Regions from separate parts of the Salmo salar genome. Here region 2 is linked to region 1. Evidence: chromatin contacts called from public Hi-C data. All regions are on one chromosome and are shown on one strand. Each heading gives the region's core, a stretch centred on a gene start, on an enhancer-like site or on the middle of the called end of the contact. The rest is flanking DNA. Distances are from core to core; before and after follow the strand shown.

What was found. A called contact is a pair of places that touch in the nucleus more often than the background predicts.
Region 2: a Hi-C map of muscle shows a contact between it and region 1, with 16 times the contacts expected there. The contact joins the promoter of LOC106561454 here to the enhancer-like site in region 1. A contact is called at or near these places in 3 of 3 Hi-C or Micro-C datasets (blood, gill and muscle).

Annotation. Positions count from the first base shown.
Region 1 is chrssa01:124,756,615-124,762,444 of Ssal_v3.1, reverse strand. LOC106561454 (guanine nucleotide exchange factor subunit RIC1) reads left to right here. Exons shown (of 27, transcript XM_014125432.2): 5 at 563-705; 6 at 1,159-1,295; 7 at 1,606-1,697; 8 at 2,404-2,492; 9 at 2,989-3,133; 10 at 3,409-3,619; 11 at 3,750-3,980; 12 at 4,153-4,191; 13 at 4,397-4,597; 14 at 4,837-4,997; 15 at 5,295-5,433. Among protein-coding and RNA genes, the nearest start is that of LOC106561454, 61 kb to the left of the region's middle. Within about 2 kb of position 2,689, at least 2 of the 13 cell types and tissues checked have an H3K27ac peak or open chromatin away from gene starts, as enhancers often do. A contact at or near this core is called in muscle, where this site is marked.
Region 2 is chrssa01:124,817,723-124,823,536 of Ssal_v3.1, reverse strand. It overlaps LOC106561454 (guanine nucleotide exchange factor subunit RIC1), which reads left to right and starts at 2,689. Exons shown (of 27, transcript XM_014125432.2): 1 at 2,689-3,304. The coding sequence starts at 3,164.

The sequences.
Region 1 (5,830 bases), core at 1,440-3,939:
AATGCCCCATTCTGCTCTGGAGAGATGAAGCCAAACCACAGTCAGATTACTGAGGCTAGGCTATCGGGTAGTCCTCAGTACTCACATACCATCTGAGTACACTGGGACCACACATTCCAGCCTGGTCCCTCTGCATCTCTCCAGGAGAATGACACTTATCTTTCTCTTCATCTGTCATCTTCTATTATCTGTCACTCTTCCTTTTATCCAACGTCTTCAATTTTCTGTCGCATACTCACTTGCTCTCTTCATGTTCTACTCATTTCTGTTGCGCGAGCCCTCTCCCTCTGAATTTGACAGTCGCTTTGTTACATACTCGCTCTCTCACCTCTTCTTTCTCTCACTATGTCTTTCTAGCTGCGCTTCAGGCATAACAATGAGCGGGAGCGTTTATTTGAAGGACTGCGTTAAGGGGTCTGAGTGACTGTAGGAGAGGTGCTGGGTGCTTCTGATCTGCTGCCGTAAATCATTGTTTCGAGGCCTTCCTCTCAGATCCTCTATGGGCTGCTTTAACATCCCCACCTCTCTCTCTCTCTCTCTCTCTCCCCCCTCCCTCCCCCAGTATTAAGTCTCTTCAGGAGGACTTGTTGGTGTCTACAGCTGATGGTTACCTCCACATCCTCCACTGGGACGGAGTCAGCAACGGCCGGAAGGCTATCAGTCTCTGCACCGTCCCCTTCTCCCTGGACCTTCAGTCAGCACGCGGTCAGTCACACTCACTGTATACCATCGTCTCCTCGCCACCCTCTTCCTACCTCGCCTACCAGTACCCACCCCACCCGATCCCTCTCAACTAACCTGAACCTCTACCCATGTGTACATTTTGCAGTTGTGCTCAATCTACACCGTCCTCTCCCCACTACATCTATACATGTTTACATAAAAACGCAGCCATAGAGATTGTATCTTAACTGGCAGCCCAATTCAGATCTTTTTTCCACTCATTGGTCTTTTCACCCATGCCGTCAAATCGTTGCATATCAGATCTTTTTCGGCGCTGATCTGATTGACCAATTGGCAACAAAAAAATAAAAGATCTGATTTGGGCTGCCTGTGTAAACGCAGCCTAAGTGTCGTCCCTACGTAGGCCTGAAGTCATGTATGTGCGTAGTGTTTCTGGATCGATGTGTTTCTTCATGCGTTTTATTGCTTGTGCAGGTGGTCCGTCCCTGGATCTGGAGGGGCTGTACGTCAGAGACATGGAGTACTGTGTGACTCTGGATGGCTTTGCTGTGGTGCTTGACGACGGGAGGCTGGGATTCATCAGTCCTGTAGCCAGCAGGTTTACTGCGGAAGTAAGAGAAAGAAGTCTGTGTGTGTGTGATTTGCTGTGGTGCTTGACGATTGGCAGGCTAGAATTCATAAGAACGGTGGGAGAAGTGTTGTGTCGGGGCGTGTGCGTTTTTTTGCTGCGGGTCGCACGCAACGCAGCCGTGTTCTGTAGGTCATGTTAAGCGTGACTGTCAAGGGTTGATGAAAAATGGGGGTGTGGGGGAAACAGGAAGTAAACGGTGGATGCGAGTGTTTGCCTGCGGGTGAGCGTCCGCGTGTGTGTGTCGGGAGTGAAGTACAGTGATCTATCGGACTGTCTCTTGTCTCCTCCAGCAGCTGCAGGGCGTCTGGGCAGCAGATGTAACAGACGGCACGTGTGTGGCGGTCAACAATAAGTACAGGCTGATGGCGTTCGGTTGTGCCAGGTACGTGTGTCCTGCCAACATCAGTACAGGCCTGTGTAGCCACTTCCTCTATGCTGTTTAACTGGAATGCTAATGACAAAATCAGGAGATCCATGGTCCCACTGTTCAGCCAGTCAGTTAAGCAGGAGGTGTGTGTGTGTGTGTGTGTGTGTGTGTGTGTGTGTGTGAGAACGCACACAAGCTGGCAGATTGCACAAACCGTGAGAACCGCTTGTCAAACACACACCAATCACAAAGACAGACAGCAGATTATTTTGCTCACACACTGGCCTGCAGTGATGAGTTCAGCAGAGAGACCCGGAGTTCAGCAGAGAGACCCGGAGTTCAGCAGAGAGATAATGAGTCAATCACTGGCTGTGGGATCTGCAACCTTTCTGTTCATTAAATACCTGCTCATTATTTCAGCGTTTTGTTTTTCATTTAGGAAACGTCGGCTAATTAATTGCTGGTACTCGGTATTAAACAAGATTGACATGAACTTGACTGCACAAGCGGCTGTTATGTGATATGCCTACTTCTGATGGGTCAGCATTATTAAGACATGTGTTGAATCCACTGACTGTGTTTGTGAATTTCAATTTGCTTTATTGGCGTTGGTACATATTGCCAAAGCACAATGTTACCTTAGAATGAAGAGAATGAATGAGTAATTATTAACATTTGTCTGTCTTTAATTTGTCTGTCTCTCTCTCTCTCTCTGTTCCAGTGGCTCAGTATTGGTGTACATGATTGACACCACTACAGGATCCATGCAGCTCTCCCACAAGCTGGAGCTCACCCCAAAACACTTCCCCGGTATGTCTGTCTCTGACTGACCACCAGCTCATTTAGTGTTGACAGATGAGAGAAAGTACACTTTTTATACAAACTAGTACACCCCGTCGGGTTTTAACACCGAATGATATCACATGATGTCTCTTTATGTGCTGGTTTTCGTTTTTGACTCGAAAGTGCAAGTGATTCTATGTAGTAGTTCCCCTCAACACATCAGCCATGCAGAACCATTGGTTTGTTTATGGTCCACTCCTTCCCCCTAGTGGTAGTTACATCACAGGGATGTTTATTTTACACGGTACTGTATTATCTCTGTTGTCAAACAAGTGCACTGTTCAACCAAATAAACCATACTACTGTAAAAGCAGAGTTGTGGTCACTTTCAATTCAGGAAGTAAACCATATTCCTATTCTAGTTTTCCTCATTTGAAATGAATTGACTGAATGGAATTGACTCGACTGTATCACTGAAAGGATTTCTGTCTGACCGGTGTCCGTATCGAATCTCCCTCCTCAGACGTGTGGAACAAGACGGGCGCGGTGACGCTGATCCGCTGGTCCCCCGACTACAGCGTTGCCATGGTGACCTGGGAGTGCGGCGGCCTGTCTTTGTGGAGCGTGTTCGGAGCGCACCTCATCTGTACGCTCGGGGAGGACTTTGCGTGAGTGACGAGACAACGATCTTCTTTATTCTTCCTCTGTTGGTCTTCGTTTTCCTCCTTCCCCTCAAGGTCTCCGCAGCCGTAGTACAGTTCACGTCGCTGTCGTCTTGTCAGCTACGCTCTATGATGCAGGCTGCCCTCTCATACAGTATAGATTTGAGCAGGCTTCATCCCGAATGGGACAACAACAAAAAAACGGTGCAAAACAGTATCTTTTTCTCCTTGCAATTGTGTTTCTTATAAACCCTTCTGTATGACTACGGTCTCAACCCCAGGTATCGGTCAGACGGCACTAAGAAGGATCCTATAAAGATCAGCTCTATGTGCTGGGGAGCGGAAGGCTACCACCTGTGGGTCATCACCAGTAAAGAGGAAGCGGAGCTTGTAGAGAACATGGAGGAGGCTCCACCTCCGACCCAGACCAAGCAGGCGGGAGTACTGCAGTTCCACTTCATCAAAAGCGCCCTCACCGTTAATCCCTGCACGGTGAGTTTATAGACAATGCACACATTCCTGACACCAACCAATTTTGCCTGCTGGGCACTTTCATGTAGAATACTGATATGTTGCAAACATATTGATTATTCGTTGATTCCCTGTTGTCTGTCCCTCCCAGAGTAACCAGGAGCAGGTTTTACTACATGGGGAAGACCGTCTGTACCTGACGTGTGGTGACCCCACCCAGGTCCCATCCAGCAGCTCAGATGGCCCTCACACCCCTCACCCCCATAACCTCGCCCATGGCCTGGAGGGCAGCCCCCTTCACCACCGCTCCGCCCCCTCACCCAACTCCATCTCTCAGGGACTCAGCACTTTACTGGGACACAAGCACTGGCACGTGGTCCAGGTACAAGCTCATAAACGTCTTCATTCATTTCCAATTCAAAAAGCGTTATTGTCCGTTAGCTGGCTATCTAATTCAAATGTTGCGTCGATATGTTGATGTGAAGCTTAACAAGTTAGAAATGATGTTTAGTATCCTGTCAGTCAAACTATCCTGTGTTTTTCCTCTGTCGTAGATTCACAGCACATACCTAGAGAGCAATTGGCCTATACGGGTGAGTCTGTGTGGGAAATACTTCTACGTCTGTCCTTAGGGATAAGTATTCAGTGTGTGTGTGTGTGGCTACATAAAACCATGTTAACCTGAGTTGTCAAATGAATGCAGTTTTTCCAGATACCCAATGTCGTCATGTGCACTTAGCCTGCTATATCTATAGCTTCTAATGCATGAGAGGTGTGTGTGTGTGTGTGTGTCTCCAGTTTGCAGCCATAGACACAGCAGGCCAGTGCATAGCGGTGGCAGGGAGACGTGGATTTGCACATTACGCCATGTCCTCCAGGAAATGGAAGCTGTTTGGGAACATCACTCAGGAGCAGAACATGACCGTGACCGGGGGGCTGGCCTGGTGGAATGACTTTGTCGTTGTTGCGTGTTACAATTTCATCGACCAGCAAGAAGAGGTAAGACGGCATAACACAGATGGCTAACGTTCAGGAACAATACTACTTTAAAAAACACATTTTACACCACCTTATTCTGAACATGTATGGGTCAAATTTGCATGGACAAATTGATTGAGAACGTGCGATTGTTTGCTCACGAGCTGACGAGCTCAGTTTAACTGGCCGATTTGATGGATTGACAAAGTGAACAGCTGTACTTTCTTTCCTCCTCCGTCGTTTCTCCCCTCCCGGTGTAGCTGCGTCTGTACCTCCGGTCGTCCAACCTGGACAATGCCTTCGCCTCCGTCGCCAAGCTGCACTCGGACACTCTGCTGCTCAATGTGTTCAGAGACCTGATCGTCCTGTTCAGAGCAGACTGCTCCATCTGCCTCTACAGCATCGAGAGGAGACACGACGGGTAGGGAGAGACCAACACGCTTAGGACAGGCACAGGCATGCACACCCACTCATACAACAAGAAAATAAACTCTCACATAACATTTATTAGCAGGCAGGATGAGACCGGTAGGGAAGATCACCTGACAGAGGTCTCGGATGATAATCAATAGTGTTGTGAAAAGAAATTCACATGAGAACTTTAGAAAAATCCAATAATACTTATCACCTGCCATTGGTTGGGGCTTTAACTGGGGGGGGGCTTTACAAAGGTCCTATCCAATCAATGCTATTAGTAGCATGTTGTCTTTCTCTGAAGGCCCAACCCGTCAGCCTGTGTTGAGCTGCTTCAGGAGGTGTCCATGTCCCGCTACATCCCCCATCCTGCCCTGGTGGTGTCCGTCACCCTCACCTCGGTACGCACAGAGACCGGCATCGCGCTCAAAGCCCCACAGCAGGTACTGCTTCAATACACACGTGAAATCCCATCAAAAGCCCGTCTCTTCAGACATCAGCGTGGCTCTTCCTACCACTGCCCTCCCTGCTCCTAGCGCTTTTCTTTCACCAGTGTTGATTTAGCAGAGGGGTCTCCGACCCCTGTTCCCGGAGAGCTACTGTCCTGTAGGTTTTCACTCCAACCCTAATCTATCACACCTGGATCTAATAATCAGCTGGTTGATAAGCTGAGTCAGGTTAGTTAGACCTGGGGTTGGAGCGAAGAAACCTACAGGAGGGTAGCTCTCCAGGAACAGGGGTTGGAAGAGCCCTGATTTAGCAGCTATTTTGAACAGAGTTTTAATTTGCGCTGGTTGTGATATGTCTTTTAAACCTACTTTAGTGAATGCACTGATTTGT
Region 2 (5,814 bases), core at 1,440-3,939, 61 kb before region 1:
ATTGTGGTCCTCTTGAGACAAGACGTCTAGGCAAGATCAAGCACGGTTGAACACAGTTTGACAGCGAGATGATAATAAAACATAAAAACAAAGAGAAAAATCGATTTCATCATTGCAGTTACATCATAGGGTACATGCATATGCAGTTACATCATAGGGTACATGCATATGCAGTTACATCATAGGGTACATGCATATGCAGTTACATCATAGGGTACATGCATATGCAGTTACATCATAGGGTACATGCATATGCAGTTACATCATAGGGTACATGCATATGCAGTTACATCATAGGGTACATGCATATGCAGTTACATCATAGGGTACATGCATATGCAGTTACATCATAGGGTACATGCATATGCAGTTACATCATAGGGTACATGCATATGCAGTTACATCATAGGGTACATGCATATGCAGTTACATCATAGGGTACATGCATATGCAGTTACATCATAGGGTACATGCATATGCAGTTACATCATAGGGTACATGCATATGCAGTTACATCATAGGGTACATGCATATGCAGTTACATCATAGGGTACATGCATATGCAGTTACATCATAGGGTACATGCATATGCAGTTACATCATAGGGTACATGCATATGCAGTTACATCATAGGGTACATGCATATGCAGTTACATCATAGGGTACATGCATATGCAGTTACATCATAGGGTACATGCATATGCAGTTACATCATAGGGTACATGCATATGGGCACAGCAGACATCCAACATTTTTTTTTTTTTTACTATATATTTTTTTTAAAGCTGCCCAGCGCGGACGTCGTTTTTATTTCATTCCACTCTGATGCTCCAGTATACAAGAAAGTACCATTCCCAGCATTACTCCTGAACCTGTATAAGCGCACATTAGCAACACCTGATCTGGGAGCTGTGATTGTGTGCATCCCTAATATGGGGAAATGAATCAGTTAGATATCTGGGCGCAGAACCATAAATACTCCTGTAAACCAATCTAATCTGAAACACCCTAGCCTCAACAGGCAGTCAGTTGAGTTCCTGAAAGCAGCTCCTGCCTATGTGAGTACGTAGACTTACCTTCAATACTACCCTGATCAGCTTATTCTGGGCTATCTGGAGCTTCCCCTTCAGAAGCTTAGATAAGCCCCCAAACGAGGAAGCTTCCATCAAGGATGCGTCCCTGGTAGCTAATGAGAGGTTTTTGTAGTGAGCCACATTAAGCTTCCCAGTCAACCTACTATGTGTATTGGGCATGCATATTGCACTGTACAGCCTAACCTTTGGATTGTGGATCAATCAAATTGGGTATCAGTCTACTGTGACACCCACAGAACAAGTGTGAAGAGTTTAAACAAATATTAGTGTCATAAGGCTGTACAGTGGTTTCAGAGTCCCGCGATAAGAGCTACAACACTAATATTTGTTTAAACTCTTGACAGTTGTGTTCTGTGTGTCACTGAGTAGACTGATAACCCATTTGCGTCATCCACAATCCATAGGTAAGGCTGTACAGTGCAATAGGCTAACTGGGGAGGTTATTTCCTACAGTCAAAGTTCCACAATAAGAGCTATGACACTAATATACTAAACAAAAATATAAACGCAACGTGTAAAGTGTTGGTTTCATGAGCTGAAATAAAAGATCCCAGAAATGTTCCACATGCACAAAAAGCTACTTGCTCTCAGATTTTGTGCACAAATTTGTTTACATCCCTGTTAGTGAGCATTTCTCATTTGCCAAGATAATCCATCCACCTGACAGGTGTGGCATATCAAGAAGCTGATTAAACAGCATGATCATTACACAAGTGCATCTTGTGCTGTGGACAGTAAAAGGCCACTCTAAGATGTCTCCAGTAGTGAGAGAGCATGCAATTGGTTTGCTGACTGCAGGAATGTCCCTGTTGCCAGAGAATTTCATGTTAATTTCTTATGGTAAGCATCGTTTTATAGAATTTGGCAGTACATCCAACCGGCCTCACAACCGCAGACCACGTGTAACCACACCAGCCCAGGACCTCCACATCTGGCTTCTTCACCTGCGGGATCGTCTGAGACCAGCCACCCAGACAGCTGATGAAACTGAGGAGTATTTATGTCTGTAATAAAGCCCTTTTGTGTGGAAAAACTCATTCTGATTGGCTGGGCCTGGCTCCCAAGTGGGTGGGCCTAAGCCCACCCATGGCTGCATCCCTGCCCAGTCATTTGAAATCCATAATCCTAATTCATTTATTTCAATTGACAGATTTCCTTTAAAGGATCTGTAACTCAGTAAAATCATTGAAATTGTTGCATGTTGCATTTATTTTTGTTCAGTATATATGTGTAAACACTTCACAGTTGTGTTCTGTGGGTGTCACTGAGTAGACTGATACCCCATTTCAGTAATCCATAGGTAATGCTGTACAATGAAATAAATATTCCCCCAATGCAATTCTGAAGTGTAATACATCCACGGTGCAATTTCAACAGATTTTTTAAATATTATTTTACATCAATTTAACTCATTATTGTCTTTTGAATTTATATATCAAATCTCCAACGTTGTTTAACATGATTTAGTCCAAATATGATATGATTCCGCTATTTTTAACCATTTGCATTCATTTCAGTCAGGGACTTTTATTTAGAAGGCGAGCCGTAAATTCCAATATTGTGGCTAATCCTTATTGTGGCTAGCTTCACGTAGGTGGGCAGAGATACATGGGATAGCGAATCGGATCGAGGATAGCTAGTTGAATCGATAAAGATGGCGACAGCGAGAGACGCCGAAGATAAAATTATTATCGCTAATAAAAATAAGACATGTTTTTTCAGATAGGTGCAGAAAGGATACCTTTATAACAAAAATAAATTCGCTCATACTGTTGCATTTTGTTTTTAACTTAAAGTCCCGTGTGCGCAAGCGATTTGTTTTCAGAGGAGCTCCACAGTTCTATTTCAAGTTAGCAGTGTTGGCTAGCTAGCCTGATTGGATCTCAATCGCTTATGGATTTCTAGGATCAGGACGAATGTCGTTTGACTGAAAATCGACTTTACGCGGGATTGAATTTGCTACAAATTGTTCATGAACCGATTGGACAACATAGTTTATTTTACGTTGGGAATATAGCCATTCCACTGGCCCGGTGACACGGAGTGTCGAGTCGGAGTGCCTGACCGTCATGTATTTTCTAACTGGCTGGCCCCGGAGGCTACTTTGTCCACTGAAAAGTGAAGAGGAACCGTTTCATATTCAGCCCAACTCACAGAGGTTTTACTTCGCTGTGTTGTCAGAGACTCAACTAAGCATCTGGTTTAGTCGGGTAAGCAACGACTTAATCGCCGACGAACTGGGTAACCGCTACCTAGCAGTTGTTAGCCAGTTAGCTAGAAGCAAGCAAGCTAAGTTTTGTCTGTGCACACTGGTTGCCTCGTCACCGACTTTATCATGGCATGGTATATTTAGCTAGCTAACTGTCATGGCTATCATTGCATACAGGGACTTGGAAGAATGCTAGTAGCTGGCGCAACAAGCATCAGCTGTTTGACAAAAGTACTAGCTAGCTAAGCTAACGTTGCACAAAGCATGTATTCAGTCCAGTATTATAATAAAGTATGTACCAAACTAACGTTACGTTGGCTAGTAGTAGCTAGCTAGATAGTTAAGTACATGGCAAATCACAACGTTGCGTTATCGCCACTAATATTTAATACATTTAATGTAGTTTAATGAGGATTATGTAAGAATGATATTTAATGAAATCCAAAGTATTTAGCTAGGCCGGCTTTTGTAAGAGCTGCAAATCAGAGCTATAATCTGGTGTACTCAATTCAGCATTAAAAGCAATGTTTATTTTACTCCCTTAACACCCTACCATAGCTCTGGTGCGAATTCCTTCACCGTCACTGGGTACCCCATGAAACTATCTTGAATCAAAGGAGATAATTGTTATGTATTTAGCTATAACAATGTGTAAATTACAGAGTTCCAGTGAATTTGAATACCTCCGTGTGCGTCATTCTTCCAATTTCTCTCATATCATCATGCTACTACAAATATCGCAATTTGCGATATAATCGTTTAACGTCGTTAATGACTAAATAATTCCAGACTCTGCGATATCTGTGCATATTTACGATATTATAGTCGCGTTCACATTAAATTATTTTAGTATGGGAAAGTAAGGCTTAGTTAATGATTTTAGACTTCATTTTCAACATTGATACCGCCTAACTGATAAAACTGCATAGTTTTGATTTGTAAAGCTCAAATATAATAATCATGTACATCACAATATATCTTCTTGCACTTCACAGTATACCATCAATGTCAACATCTGCAAATACAGTTATGTCAGCCCAGGTGTAAAATTAGCTCTGCCTCCATGACTAGGCTGCACAAGAGTGTAGAAGCAAGAGTGCTACATATATATCAGCAGTAAAATAGAATTAGATGGTTCTGCATTACATCATTTGTATATAGTGCAAATCTAGGCCGGTATTTATTTCCCTGTCTTTACAGGAAGTATCCTGTTGAGCTTCCCAGTTTCTTATTTTCTCCAGTGGCCTGAACATAAACTGGGAGAAACGGTAGAGAATGGACAGGATGTCCAGGAAAGGTCCACACAGGACAGGAATGTGGGTGCTGCTATAACCCTAACTTAGTGGCCGGTCCAGGCCCCCCTTGCCTTCTGTCTGCTCTGCTTGCCTTTTAGTGTTTTAAAGCTGCCAGGCATGTCCAGTCCAAGACTCAAGGCCTCTTTGAAGGTCAGCCAGCCAGACTGACTGAACTAGGCACCAAAGCACAGATCTATGGCTATCTGATCTATAAGTCATGTCAACCTCAACAGCTGGACATGAACTGATCCCATAACGCATAGTATGTTATAAATACATTTTATCTACAGTTTATAGCTCAGACGGTCCCTTTCCCCCAGAAGTTATCAGGTCTGAGCTTGGGACTTTCCTAGTCTCTGAGTTGGATTTCTGCCCCTGGCCCCATAAAGGGAACACCTCTTGCACACTTCAGTACTAGTTTCCTTCCTCCTCCATGGGAGCAGTTTCCCTCCATGGTAAACTCTCCTACTGCCTGCTCCTCCTCTGTCCTCTTGCCAGTTCCTTCCCTCTCCTATCTCTCTGTTTATCAGCCATCTCCTATGACCCCCCCATGACTCCTCTAAAGCCCATGGCTCTAATCCCATCTCTCATCAGCTTGGCCTGCCTGGCCCAAGCAGAAATCCATGTATGGGAGCAGCTTAGTCATGTAGTCTTGCTGTCACCCTGCCCTGCGCCTTGGATTTTGCACGGGCCAATATGTGCGGGAATTAACTAACTGTGAAACTCTAGGAAAATATGGAAGAGGTGGCGGTTGACAGGCAGGACCAGGTTTGGGAAACACTGTTCTAGACCTCTGGGACCTCTTCAATTACACTGACTTAGTAGAATGTGTTGTTATAAAGCATATTATACGGGAGGTTTTGTCTGAGTGGCCTTGGTGTTTGGTGTGCAATCACACAATCGTAATTTTGATTTTGAGAACAGCACTCGGTATCAGTTGACATGAAAAGACAGTTTAGCATAAGGACATTGGCTGAGTGAGGGTTGTTTATTGGTTCAGCAGAGGGAGGCTTGTTGGGGTTGATAGAGAACATCTCAATCATGCAATAATGCATCATTCCCTCAGTAAAGAGGGCAATGAGTGACCCTGGTATCCAATTGGTAGTTAGTCTTGTCTCATCGCTGCAACTCCCGTACGGACTCGGGAGAGGCGAAGGTTGAGAGTCGTGCGTCCTCCAAAACCCAACCAAGCTGCACTGCTTCTTGACACAATACC